Regions from separate parts of the Mus musculus genome. Here all the other regions are linked to region 3. The links are chromatin contacts, called in public HiChIP or PLAC-seq maps. All regions are on one chromosome and are shown on one strand. The core of a region is the stretch at or near the end of the contact, and the rest is flanking DNA. Distances in the headings are between cores, read along the strand shown. Region 1 overlaps Ppp1r9a (protein phosphatase 1, regulatory subunit 9A). Region 2 overlaps Ppp1r9a (protein phosphatase 1, regulatory subunit 9A). Region 3 overlaps Sgce (sarcoglycan, epsilon). Region 4 overlaps Ppp1r9a (protein phosphatase 1, regulatory subunit 9A).

The links. HiChIP or PLAC-seq counts read pairs in DNA pulled down with a chosen protein or histone mark.
Region 1: a contact with region 3 is called in an H3K27ac HiChIP or PLAC-seq map of embryonic stem cells, with 9 read pairs. The contact joins two enhancer-like sites. A contact is called at or near these places in 1 of 484 Hi-C or Micro-C datasets (granulocyte-monocyte progenitors) and 6 of 115 datasets of contacts at active chromatin or transcription factors (embryonic stem cells and trophoblast stem cells).
Region 2: an H3K27ac HiChIP or PLAC-seq map of embryonic stem cells shows a contact between it and region 3, with 12 read pairs. The contact joins two enhancer-like sites. A contact is called at or near these places in 3 of 115 datasets of contacts at active chromatin or transcription factors (all in embryonic stem cells) and 1 of 9 other capture datasets (embryonic stem cells).
Region 4: a contact with region 3 is called in an H3K27ac HiChIP or PLAC-seq map of embryonic stem cells, with 5 times the contacts expected there. The contact joins two enhancer-like sites. A contact is called at or near these places in 1 of 15 datasets of contacts at CTCF or cohesin (large pre-B cells), 7 of 484 Hi-C or Micro-C datasets (the G1E-ER4 cell line, the N1E-115 cell line, Sertoli cells and 3 more) and 9 of 115 datasets of contacts at active chromatin or transcription factors (embryonic basal ganglia, embryonic limb bud, embryonic stem cells and 1 more).

What each region holds. Positions count from the first base shown.
Region 1 is chr6:4,972,036-4,974,826 of GRCm38.p6, reverse strand. All of the region lies in intron 2 of Ppp1r9a (protein phosphatase 1, regulatory subunit 9A), which reads right to left. Among named protein-coding and RNA genes, the nearest start is that of Gmfg-ps, 70 kb to the right of the region's middle. Within about 2 kb of position 1,301, at least 45 of the 459 cell types and tissues checked have an H3K27ac peak or open chromatin away from gene starts, as enhancers often do. A contact at or near this core is called in embryonic stem cells, where this site is marked.
Region 2 is chr6:5,032,124-5,034,823 of GRCm38.p6, reverse strand. The region is part of intron 2 of Ppp1r9a (protein phosphatase 1, regulatory subunit 9A); the gene reads right to left. Among named protein-coding and RNA genes, the nearest start is that of Gm52886, 21 kb to the left of the region's middle. Within about 2 kb of position 1,428, at least 13 of the 459 cell types and tissues checked have an H3K27ac peak or open chromatin away from gene starts, as enhancers often do. A contact at or near this core is called in embryonic stem cells, where this site is marked.
Region 3 is chr6:4,676,276-4,678,975 of GRCm38.p6, reverse strand. Sgce (sarcoglycan, epsilon) reads left to right here. Exons shown (of 11, transcript NM_011360.3): 10 at 866-909. Among named protein-coding and RNA genes, the nearest start is that of Gm38761, 23 kb to the right of the region's middle. Within about 2 kb of position 1,340, at least 9 of the 459 cell types and tissues checked have an H3K27ac peak or open chromatin away from gene starts, as enhancers often do. A contact at or near this core is called in embryonic stem cells, where this site is marked.
Region 4 is chr6:5,118,093-5,120,877 of GRCm38.p6, reverse strand. The region is part of intron 11 of Ppp1r9a (protein phosphatase 1, regulatory subunit 9A); the gene reads right to left. Among named protein-coding and RNA genes, the nearest start is that of Gm46949, 35 kb to the left of the region's middle. Within about 2 kb of position 1,492, at least 9 of the 459 cell types and tissues checked have an H3K27ac peak or open chromatin away from gene starts, as enhancers often do. A contact at or near this core is called in embryonic stem cells, where this site is marked.

The DNA.
Region 1 (2,791 bases), core at 52-2,551, 300 kb before region 3:
TCAGTAGTCTTTACCTGCTGACTGGTGGAAATACATCCTGTCTTCCTCACAGACAAACATGCAACAGCTCTGTAATGGTGTGACTGTCGTCCAGGGTAGGAGGAACCCGTTCTCTGTGTCTCCTTCCCTCCACTGTTGCAATGTGCAGGAGTGAATGGTGGATAAAGTGGGTGCGGTCATCTGTCACTACGAGTATATTTAACCATGAGCAGAGGACAACAATTCCAACAGAGCACCACACTGGCTAAACGACGCACAACTCGAGAATGAACAGATAAAAGCGAAACCTTAGCTCAGTTACACAGCTCTAGTGCTTTTACTGAGGTGGTGGAGTCCTTTCAGCTTCAAACCAGTTCTACATACATGGAACACTTTCAACTAATAAGTATGTGTCACGCCGGGCGTGGTGGCACACGCCTTTAATCACAGCACTCGGGAGGCAGAGGCAGGCGGATTTCTGAGTTCGAGGCCAGCCTGGTCTACAAAGTGAGTTCCAGGACAGCCAGGGCTACACAGAGAAACCCTGTCTCGAAAAACAAAAAAACAAAACAAAACAAAAAAAAAAAAGTATGTGTCAAATACCCACTTTAGAATGTACGGTTAATTTTATTGAAAGTGTAGGAGAAATTAGATAATGATAAAATAAGTTTTCACTGAAGATTTTAAGTATTTCTCATAGATTTTAAGAGGAAAAAAATGAAATCTGGGTGTGTTCTCTCTCCCAGTCCTTCTAATAGTTTTCTTAACTTGTACGTGTGTGTGTGGGGGGGGGGGGGGGGGGGGGCGTATCCTAATCTTTTCAATGACTTTCATTTAAAAATGTGCAATAACTAAACTATCAGTTCAGACAGGAAACAAAGAGGAATGTTTGTTGAAGTTCTTTGGCTTGATCTATTCCATTCATATATTTTTCTGATATTTCAGGCGTAGAATTCTTTTTTCCTAAAATGGTAGGAGTTTATGGCCACACCACCAGAAACATGTCTAATCTCATCTAAAATGCTAGAAATGTACCTGACAGTGAACTTTATACCTAAAGTCAAGTAGAACAAGAAGACTAAAAGTAATCCATTTGTTTCCTTCTCTGCTAACAAGAACTGCAACCCCATCATTTCTCAGGGACTATTTCCAGGACTGACAGAGGTCACAGTGTGCAGAACACAAGGAAGGTCTTCCCTCGTTCCTATCCTTCTGAAGGCATACGTGTGACTTGCTCGCGCTTTCTTCTCAACCCTCCCACTGCACAGGACTCCAACAAGGTTCCAACCTCCTGTTTCTACAGCAGTGGTTTCAACTCTAATTGCGCAAGGGATTACCCAAGCACGCCACACCAGGTACTTCCTGTAACTGTGACCTCCGGGTGAGACTATAGAGGTGATTTGAAGACTTCGTACAGTCTGAAGGAGGAGACACGTAGGGAACCAACACCACACAATTGAAAAACTGAGGGATAGCTGACCTAGATTTTCATTTTGGTGAGGTTCGTAGGTTGTATTTTCTACATGAGCCTTTGTATTAAACAAGATGCATTAACACTCCTTTGAAGATTTTCATAAGTGACTTAAATCTAACTACTGAAAACAAAAGGTAATTTTTTTCATCACTGATAACATCTTACTAAAAGAACCTGCCTCAGAATCCTGAGGAGAAAACCCAGTCACGTGTGACAGGTGATTTTTGCTCATTTACACTTACCCTTTTTAAAGACGTCCTTTCACAAGTACCTGACAACCCGTTTTTATTGGCCATGATGCCACTGGCAACCGTCCAACAAGAAAGCTGCACTCACACCCACTGAGCAGTCTTACAGCAGCGTGGCCACCAAGGAGCTCTTTAAACAGTCACAGGCACTACAGAGTAAAGGCCTATGAGGATGTCCTCTAGGGGCAACGCTGGCCCTATGGAGTACATCACACAGTCCTGAGCCAGACTCTCACTGCTGCCATTCAATCAGCCCCAGGTAGAAACAGCTGGTTTTTCTTTCTGACCCACATTGTTCTAGTTCACCTGGGAGCAGAGAGCAAACGTTTCTCTCTTCATGGATCATTTTATTTATCACATGGGGGCATGCAATGTTTTTTAAATCTGCAGACTAGCCTTTTATTTTTGGTTCCAAACCCACAGAGGATCCTGAAATCAAAACTGTAATCTTTGCCTTCCTAAAAGGAATGCCTACGGCCGGGTGTGGCGGCACATGCACGGCTTTAATCCCAGCACTTGGGAGACAAAGGCCGGCAGATTTCTGAGTTCGAGGCCAGCCTGATCTACAGAGTAAGTTCCAGGACAGCTAGGGCTAAGAAACCCTGCCTCAAAAACAACAACAACAAAAAACAAAACAAACAAACAAAAAAAACCAAACAAACAAACAAAAAAAAGGAACCCCTAGTTTTGACCTGTTCTTTGCTATGCATCCTCATCTGAACATCACATGTCCTCAAAGACCCCAGCTGCACCGTAACTCCTCCTTCTTCATTCCTACAGACAGCGCAAACCCTGCTTCGTATGCCCTCTTAAATGAAAGAAGGCTAGCGTCAACATTGTGGACTTTCCATACATAAAGAAAGCTTGTTCTATGGTTATTTTTAGCACTGCACACATAAAAATGCTACAGACATATTATAAATATATTTTTGAACAGTTTCAGAGCCTCTTCTTAGCCAGTACAGTGGTGTGTTTTTTAGATAAACACCAACCTTCTCTCTTACAAAGCTATCATCTTAAGGGTTGACCATGTCCCCCAATGGCCAGCCTCTGTGGCTGGGGGCAGTGGGGACTTTCTAAAGGCCACGTG
Region 2 (2,700 bases), core at 179-2,678, 360 kb before region 3:
AGACAGAGCTAGACAGTGAGATCCTGTCTCAAAGATTAGTTACTTAATTAATATCTGCTACGATTACAAGTGTGTGTGCTGATGCACGTGAGCTGTCATGCACATGGAGCTCAGAGGAGCACTCTGTGGAGTCAGCACTCCCTTGCCAGCACTCCCTTGTGTTGTGGCCTCTAGATACTGGGCTCAGGTTGCCAGGCTCGCACTACTGCTTGCTAGGAGCCATCTTCCAGGCACAGAAATTTTCACTGAAGCAAAAGCAATCAGAATGTCTCATCTCTTATTTAGAACAGTACAAAAGTCAGTATAATCAATATTGTTTATCTACAAATATGTGTTGTTAAAGTACTAGAATAATTTTGTTAAGTTCTTATAAATATAGTTCACAAATAAAAACTTGGATTGTCCCAAATTTATAAAATTCTAGAGTTGGGCAGCGGTGGTGCACACCTTTAATCCCAGCACTTGGGAGGCAGAGGCAGGCAGATTTTTGAGTTCCAGGCCAGCCTGGTCTACAGAGTGAGTTCCACAACAGCCACGGCTACACAGAGAAACCCTGTCTCTAAATAAATAAATAAATAAATAAATAAATAAATAAATAAATAATAGTTAAAATTCTAGGATCTGTTCAAAATAGTGAGGTTTATTTTGTTTTTTTGTTGGTTTTTTTTTTTTTTTTTCACTCTCCTAATGGACAGTTTAACAGAGAACTAGGCTATCCAATAATGGTCATGTTTTTCTTGGTGTTTTTCAAATTATTATTAAAAAATTAAACATTTCATGAGAAATTAATAACTAAAAAATACTAATGATCCCAAATGATACTTCTTCTGGGGATGGGGTGGGGTGGGGGTGGGTGGGGGTGGGGCAATTTTGAACTCCCAGAAGTGAGTGCTTTCCAACAAATACATTAGGGTGAGCTGGCTCTGCTCTAGCGTTTGTTGAAACAGTTGGCTCTGGCTGTTCCTTCCACTCTAAGTGTCAACAAGTGGCTCTAACTCCCCCGGAGGAAGGCCGTTCTGCACATCCTTGAACTGGAAGCAGGGGGGCAAGAGTACTACCCTTTGGGTAAGTAAGGGAAAGTAGGTACCAGCCACACTGAGGGTCTCAGAAGATGGCTGACAAGTTCCCACGTGACATACAAAACTTCCAAAGATATGTGGATACATCTCTTATCAGGAACTAAGAACCCCAAACTCTAAGGTCTTAATTTTGGGAATGGCACTTCAGGTCTAAGATTCGACAGGAAACCAACTAAAACAGCCCATTTAAGGAGATCACCTAAAATAAATGTTTGCATTAGGAAAAAAGGACACTGGAATGAACTACAATAGTTGGATTGTAATTGTAATTGGAGGGCTCACCTGTGACCCAGATCTTGAGGATGGAAGACGCAAGATTACGACCTGGATATTGTCATGGAGATCTTGAGGCACTGTGACCATGAAAAACCTAGGCTCAGGAGAGATAGTATGTGCCTTTAATCCTTTGAGACTGAGGCAAGGAGATCTTTGAGTTCAAGGTCAGCCTGGGACAAAGCAAGTTCCAAATCCAGGTGTGGTGGCACACACCTTTAATCTGGGCCACACCTTCTGCTGGAGGCCTACAGTAAGGACAATGCAATAAGGAAGATTTGCTCTTCGAGCTTGCATTTACTTGCCAGCACATCTGCTGGAATCTATTTCTACAAAAGACCACCTGAAACAATTACTGTTGTGGGACTGAGAAACTACTAGATTCTTGGAATTCCAATTCATAGCTGACCCTTGTTCGGGAGTTGGACTACAGACTGTAAATCATCATAATAAATTCCCTCACTATAGAAAGACATTCCATACATTTTGTGACTCTAGACAAGCCCAATACAGATAACCAACGTCAGGAAGTCATAGAAGCACTAGAATGTGGCCCAGATTAAAGGTGTGTTCCACCACACCTGGATTTGGGACTTGTTTTTCATTGACCAACAGCAGTTGAAGAGAATACGGTACCATGAACAGGGCTGATAAGCCACCTACAGTAGCTGAGATATGGCTTGAGTTCATCCCCCCATAGTTAGATGCTTGAAGCCCAGGGTGAAAGGCTGAAAAGGGAGTAAAACCTTTAAAAAGGAGAGTCTAATGGGAGAATCTCAGGTCACCTGAGGAGTCTGCATTTGGGATCTTCCTTCCTTACATCTCCTGCCTTGTACCTTCACCAGAACAAAGCAAGAATAGTGCCATACCATGAACCTTCAGAACTGCAGTCTTATAAAGTACCTCATGCCAGGTACTTAATATAACAAAGAAAAAAATGGGCAAAGGAATGAGCCAAAAAAGTAGGTGAGGATCATGGGTTAACTTCAGTACAGAGGAGGAAGGTGTTAGATATATTCTAGTGAGAGGTGAATTACAATTGATTCTGACCCTCAGACAAATAGAGCTGAAGACAGACCCCTTCATCTGATGTGTCCAGGTTATTGCCTCAATCATTTATTTATATACTATGCCAGATGTCATCAAGAAGGTACTTTGCAGGCATGTTTAAAGTCCACAATTAGTAGATTTTAAGGGGAAAAGAAAGATTATCTTTAGTAATCTTTGGTCCTGATTCAACCTGTTGATTTGAAGTTTGAAGACTAGAGAATCCTGCATAGTCCACTCCACTTGTGTGCGCCAATTACTTGCAAAAATATTCTGCTCTAACCAGCCTAAACTGGTTAAA
Region 3 (2,700 bases), core at 91-2,590:
TGTGAGGCTACAGATAGTTTTCCGTCTGCTTAAGACATACTAAGAAGCCAGAAATTGAATTTGCTGATAGAGAGAAAGAAATAAGAAATATTGAGGTGTGTGTTACAGATCTGTGTCTTGGGAGGTCACTGGTCAGCAGTGGGTTGTAAGGGACGAAGAACTACATCAGAGCTGTCAGAGGCTCCAAGGGAGACATGAAGGTGTAAACGAAGGGGACAGATTTAACGAAAGCTGAGAAACATCCCAGTGATTGCCTTTGGGAACGGAAAGAAACGTCAAGGGGGACTCGAAACTCTTCCTAGTCCAGGCAGGGAAATGGCCTTTTTTGGCATGAAGATAGCATGTTTAGTGAATAAAGGTAGTGATATGCCTTCAAAGCTGTTATAACGTACCAGTGATGATTGTACGATATGATGATGTATATAGACATATGTGTATGCACAGATCCATACCGGTTTTATGATCTAGACCTAGTTTGAGATTGTACACATCAGTAATTTAATTGCTGGCATCACTGTGTTTATATCTTTATCCACTGTTATTAGCCGTGTGATTTTCAAACTTTAAGGCTATTTTCACGTATAAGAAAATAGAAAAACTAATAAGACCTATGTTTTAGAATCATGAGGGAGTTTTGTTATGGCATATGGTAAGAATTTCATGGACATTATCAGAGATTGCTATTTGTCTTCCTTGGTCTTCAGTTCTCTCATGTATGTGCATAGCTCAATGCCCCACAGGGTGCAAAACCTGAGCCCGTTATCTGAGTGATACCTCTCCGAGCAGATTTCTATCTTAATGTGTCTTGGTCTCTGATTACCAGTGTGCAAACACATTTTTACTCAATAATGTTAATCATTTCTAGGAACTTGCCACACCAGACTCAGATCCCTCAACCGCAGACTACAGGTGAGTACTAAGATGCTAATTCAGTGTTTATGGATGAGCTAATATAGTAAAAGATTGTCATAGCACTCTATAATTGATGACACTTTTGTCTTCATCACGGGAGGCAAAACAGTTGTATCATTCCTTAATTAGACTGAGGAGCTCAGAAGAGTGGCTTAGACTTTTGCATCAATGGGCCTCAGAACGACAAACAAATGGTAAATGATCTTAAAGCAGCAGTGTCCTTCCGTGGAGGTCTTGTCTAATTAAGAAAGATGCATTCCACTCCCTTTCTACATGGGAACTCCTTATTCTTCCCCTTGGTATAAAAGATTTTTAGCTTGGGTGGGTCCAGGATTTGTCTCAGTAAGTGATCAGGTTGAAACTGACTCTCACAAAGGGCAACCATTGTGACTAATTGCTGAGCCTTCAGGGCGATCAATGAGAAATGGTTGGCCTGTTTTAAAGCTGCTTTAAAAAGCCATTAGAATATGACCAGTGAGGACAAGATGATGGGCAAGTCTCCCTGGCTGTTCTCTTTCCCCAAGCCATGCTTTCTTTAAGTTCATTTCTTTCAAGTGTCCCTAAAAAATCTCCACAGCCAATTATTTCATTCATTCTTAACTTATTCACAATTGTCTACTAATTAGTGGTTGGTTCCTAGTTCTAATTGCCAGGCAACCAGTAATGCCTTTGTTCCTCTTTTGGAAAGCAAGAGAAGTTCTAAAAATGTAAGTTGAGTGTGGAATTCTAAGTATGAATAGTGGCTTTGTGGTGGGAAAAGCCATTAAGTGAGTCTCAAAAAAAAAAAAAATGCCAGCCACATTAGAAATGTATTGGATGTTTTCATTCAGAGTTATCTCCTCTATTACTGCTCTCGGGAATTTAAGGAGATTTTCGTTTGACAACTTTTCAAAGATTTGAGGCAAGTATAATAAAGTTTTTCATCAGATTTTAATTATAAGATGATGTTTATCAGAATTGTTCCTAGGGTTTTGATTGCTTCATTTAATTAAATGCTAATATGATTCAAGTAGACCATTCAATATATTGATGGGTGGTGTGCGTCTGTAAACATCCAGGGGATTGATGACGAAACAAACTTAGTTATAAATATTCGTCACTGAAAGAGGAAAACATTCAAGTTCTTACTTCTAATTTCATGGCTATCTTTTTAAAGAGAAAAAAAAATTAAAGGAACACGACTGTAACCAAACTGATAGAGCACCTTTCTCTCTAACCAAGGAAGTCTGTCTCTCCTGAGATGTCAGCTTTCTGACTCTTGTTCACTTGTGGCGTGCAATGAGTAGAAATCACAAAATTTCTAGGAAAGTTATAAACATTTTTTCGAGACTTGTGAAAAGCTAGATTTTTTTCACTCTCTGCCTCCTAGGAGAATAGAGATCTTGAATAGGTGCTGTTGGAGATAGTATCAGTAGATAATGGGACTTGTTTGATATGTTGGGGTGCTGTGCTCAGCACTGGGCAGCTTTCCTTGTCGGGAGCAGCACATGGGCAGAGCTGGGTACACTGATGAAGAAGGGCTTCCTTCCCCTTGGAGGTCTTTTGGCTGCTCAACCTCATTTTTTCCAATATTTTTCTAAAAAGATTTTTGGGAAAGTAGCATTTCGATGGAAAGAGTTCCTCCTTCTGGTTAGGGCGGACCTCGTACTCTCTTGTTTTCTGCACGTTGATGCGTGTTACAGACCAGACGGTAGGATCTTCTCGTGGGTGCTTTGCTGTTACTGTTTTCTCAGTGAGCCTCTCAAGGATCTGTGTGCAGAAGGGAGCGAGACCACCCTAGCACTGGGT
Region 4 (2,785 bases), core at 243-2,742, 440 kb before region 3:
AGACCTAGCTGCTTATAAATAATCTAAGACCAGTGCTGACTACAAAACATCACATAACTTTCATCTATTCGGTACTTGGTTTGAGAAGATACACTTTGTACTCAAATATATTTCGTCAGGTAATAAGATTCCAAGAGAGAGAAAAAAACCAAAAACCAAAAAACAACAACAACAAAAAACAAGTGGCCATCTGGGATTCTTATACTTGCAAGGCACTATGAAAAGCAAACAAATAAAACTCCTTGTCATCTCAGGTCCCAGGCTGTCAAGACAGGGGGATCAAAAGTTTGAGCCTAGTCTAAGTTACACAGTGACACCCCGTTTCAAAACAAGACAAAAGCAATGAACAACCATAAAAAAAATTAAAAGGAGGGAAGACTGTTTTAATGAGAGACAATTCTTTGGCACAGTTGCCGCTGAGTGAACTGTGTGAGCCCAGATGGAGGCTGTAGCAAGCCTCCCTCTGCCAGCTCTCCCTGTCAGCTCCCAGGTTCCTTAGAAACCAGGACTTGTTTTTCTGTGTTCTTAGGAAGCCGAGACAATTGTTTGAGCTATGGTTTATAGTGTCTCTCTCCAGTATGACCATTGTTGAAGCTTGCTGGCTAGAGAACACACAAGGTATACAATACATTGGATATACTTCTTTTGACTAGGTCTTTGTCACGTTCCATTGTTTCATGATATTTCTAGAAAGCTCAAGATAACAACACAGCTTAAGACAACTTTCATCCTCAGAGCTGCACTGGGATTGCTGTCAATGCTCCAGGAAGTGTCTGCTGTCCACACTACCACAGTGGTGGCTAGCGCTAAGTCCAGCTGGAGTTAGGCACTGCTCCTAGTACTTAATTCAGATGTAATCCTTATATCAGCATTGTACAGTTTATTCTTTCACAGTTTTTCTACTTTTATAAGATAAGGTACTTCAAAATTATACTCAACAGCTAGAAGTCAGTACTGAAAAAAGGTGAGCGACTGAAGGAGCACACATAATTGTGTGATTTTCGGCGTGCACGTCTGCATGTGTGTGCGGTAGGGTGAAGGTCAGAGGTCAATGGTGAGTGTCTTTCCGGACTCTCCTCTCCTCCCACTGTTTGAGACAGTCTCTCACAGAACTGACCTCACTCATTTGCCGGAAAGGTTGAATGAGCACCAGGGATTTGCCTATCGTGGCTGGCTCCCAAGTGCTGGGGCTACAGATGGGTCAACATTCCCAGAGTTTACACAGGTGCTGGGGATCCCAAGTCTGGATGTCATGTTTGGGCAACAGTTACTTTAGCCCCAGAGCCATTTCCCCAATACCAACTCTGAAGTGCTTTATAGGACTCTCCATATTTACACTATGCAGAAGAGATGATGCAGTGTGTTCTAACCATGGATCCGCCACTGAGTAGGTAACTGTGAGAAATATTTGGCAGCAATGCCCATCCTTTACAGGGAGCTTTGAATTACTTCCATCCCTATAGGTGCCTCAGTTCCTGTTAAACCTCAAACCCCATTACAAAGGCGCAATTTTACATACCAATGCCATTCTTACTGGAAGCATCAATTAGGGAAAAAAGGTCACTTTGACCTTAGCCAACTGTTCTCCGAATTCCCTCTTCACCCTCCAGATGTGTGCATGGTGTCTTAAGTTCTACATACGTCTCTCCCTTTCCCGTTTCATCCGTCCATGGCTTTCTTTCAGTATGCTTACGGAGCATGCATAGGCCTTTTCTAAGAAATCAGACTCTACACATTTGAAGCTGTAAGAGTGTCATCATAAGAGCCATGAGCTGTATATGTAGATGCTCAGGGTAAGATTAACCTCATACTCTACCGACAAGGCATCAGAGGAGCATAGCCACAGATGTCACTAACACCCCAGGGTCTAGGGGTCTAGGAAGACAACTCATATAGACTGGTGTGACTGAGTTACTGAGCAATGACAGTATGGAAATATCACAGTTTTCACAGATGGAAAATAATATTTGACAAGTCTAAAATAGAGGGGACTTGAGATCTGTTAAAAATCTTACTCAGAAAATTATTAAATTTGTTTCCTATAGTTATAGAAAGAATAAAGTTAAATAATAAATTTATATGCTTAAGTTTAGACTTTAAAATTTTCAATTAATTAATAAAAGCTTATTTATTTATTTATTGATTGATTGATTGATTGATTTATTGATTTATTTATTTATTTAATCACTGTGTCTCCCTGGCTGGCCACTGGAACTTGCTATGTAGACAACACTGTTTTGGAAGTCATACAGACTCTGCTTGCTTCTGCTCCTGGCCCCTGACCCCTGGGTGTTGGAATTAAAGCAGTGCATCACATCCCTAGCCTTTTACCAACATTTTAATGAAATGCCTGCATTGGTTTAGTTTTGACAAAAAACATACAAATAGTGTTAAAGGATAATTTAACTACGGTAAATTTTTGCAATTTGAAAACGGGTTCATTCCTCAAAAATGCCCCATGCTTTAATATTGAGAGTCCCCAACCTACCCAGTACTTGTCAAGAAGTTCTGACATAGAACATGCATCACTGTGGAGGAATGGATGCTTCCAGGCCTTTCCTTCCCACCTCCCCTCCCCTCCCTCCCCTCCCTCCCCTCCCCTCCCCTTCCCTCTCCCCTCCCCTCCCCTCCTCTCCTTGCTTCCCCTCCTCTCCTCCTCTCCCGACCTCTCCTCTCCTCTTTCCTCCCTTCCCTTCCCTCCTCTCTCCTCTCCTCCCTTCCCCTGTCCTCCTCTCCCCTTCCCTCTCCGTCTCACTCATTCTTTCATTTCACTCAGTAGATCACT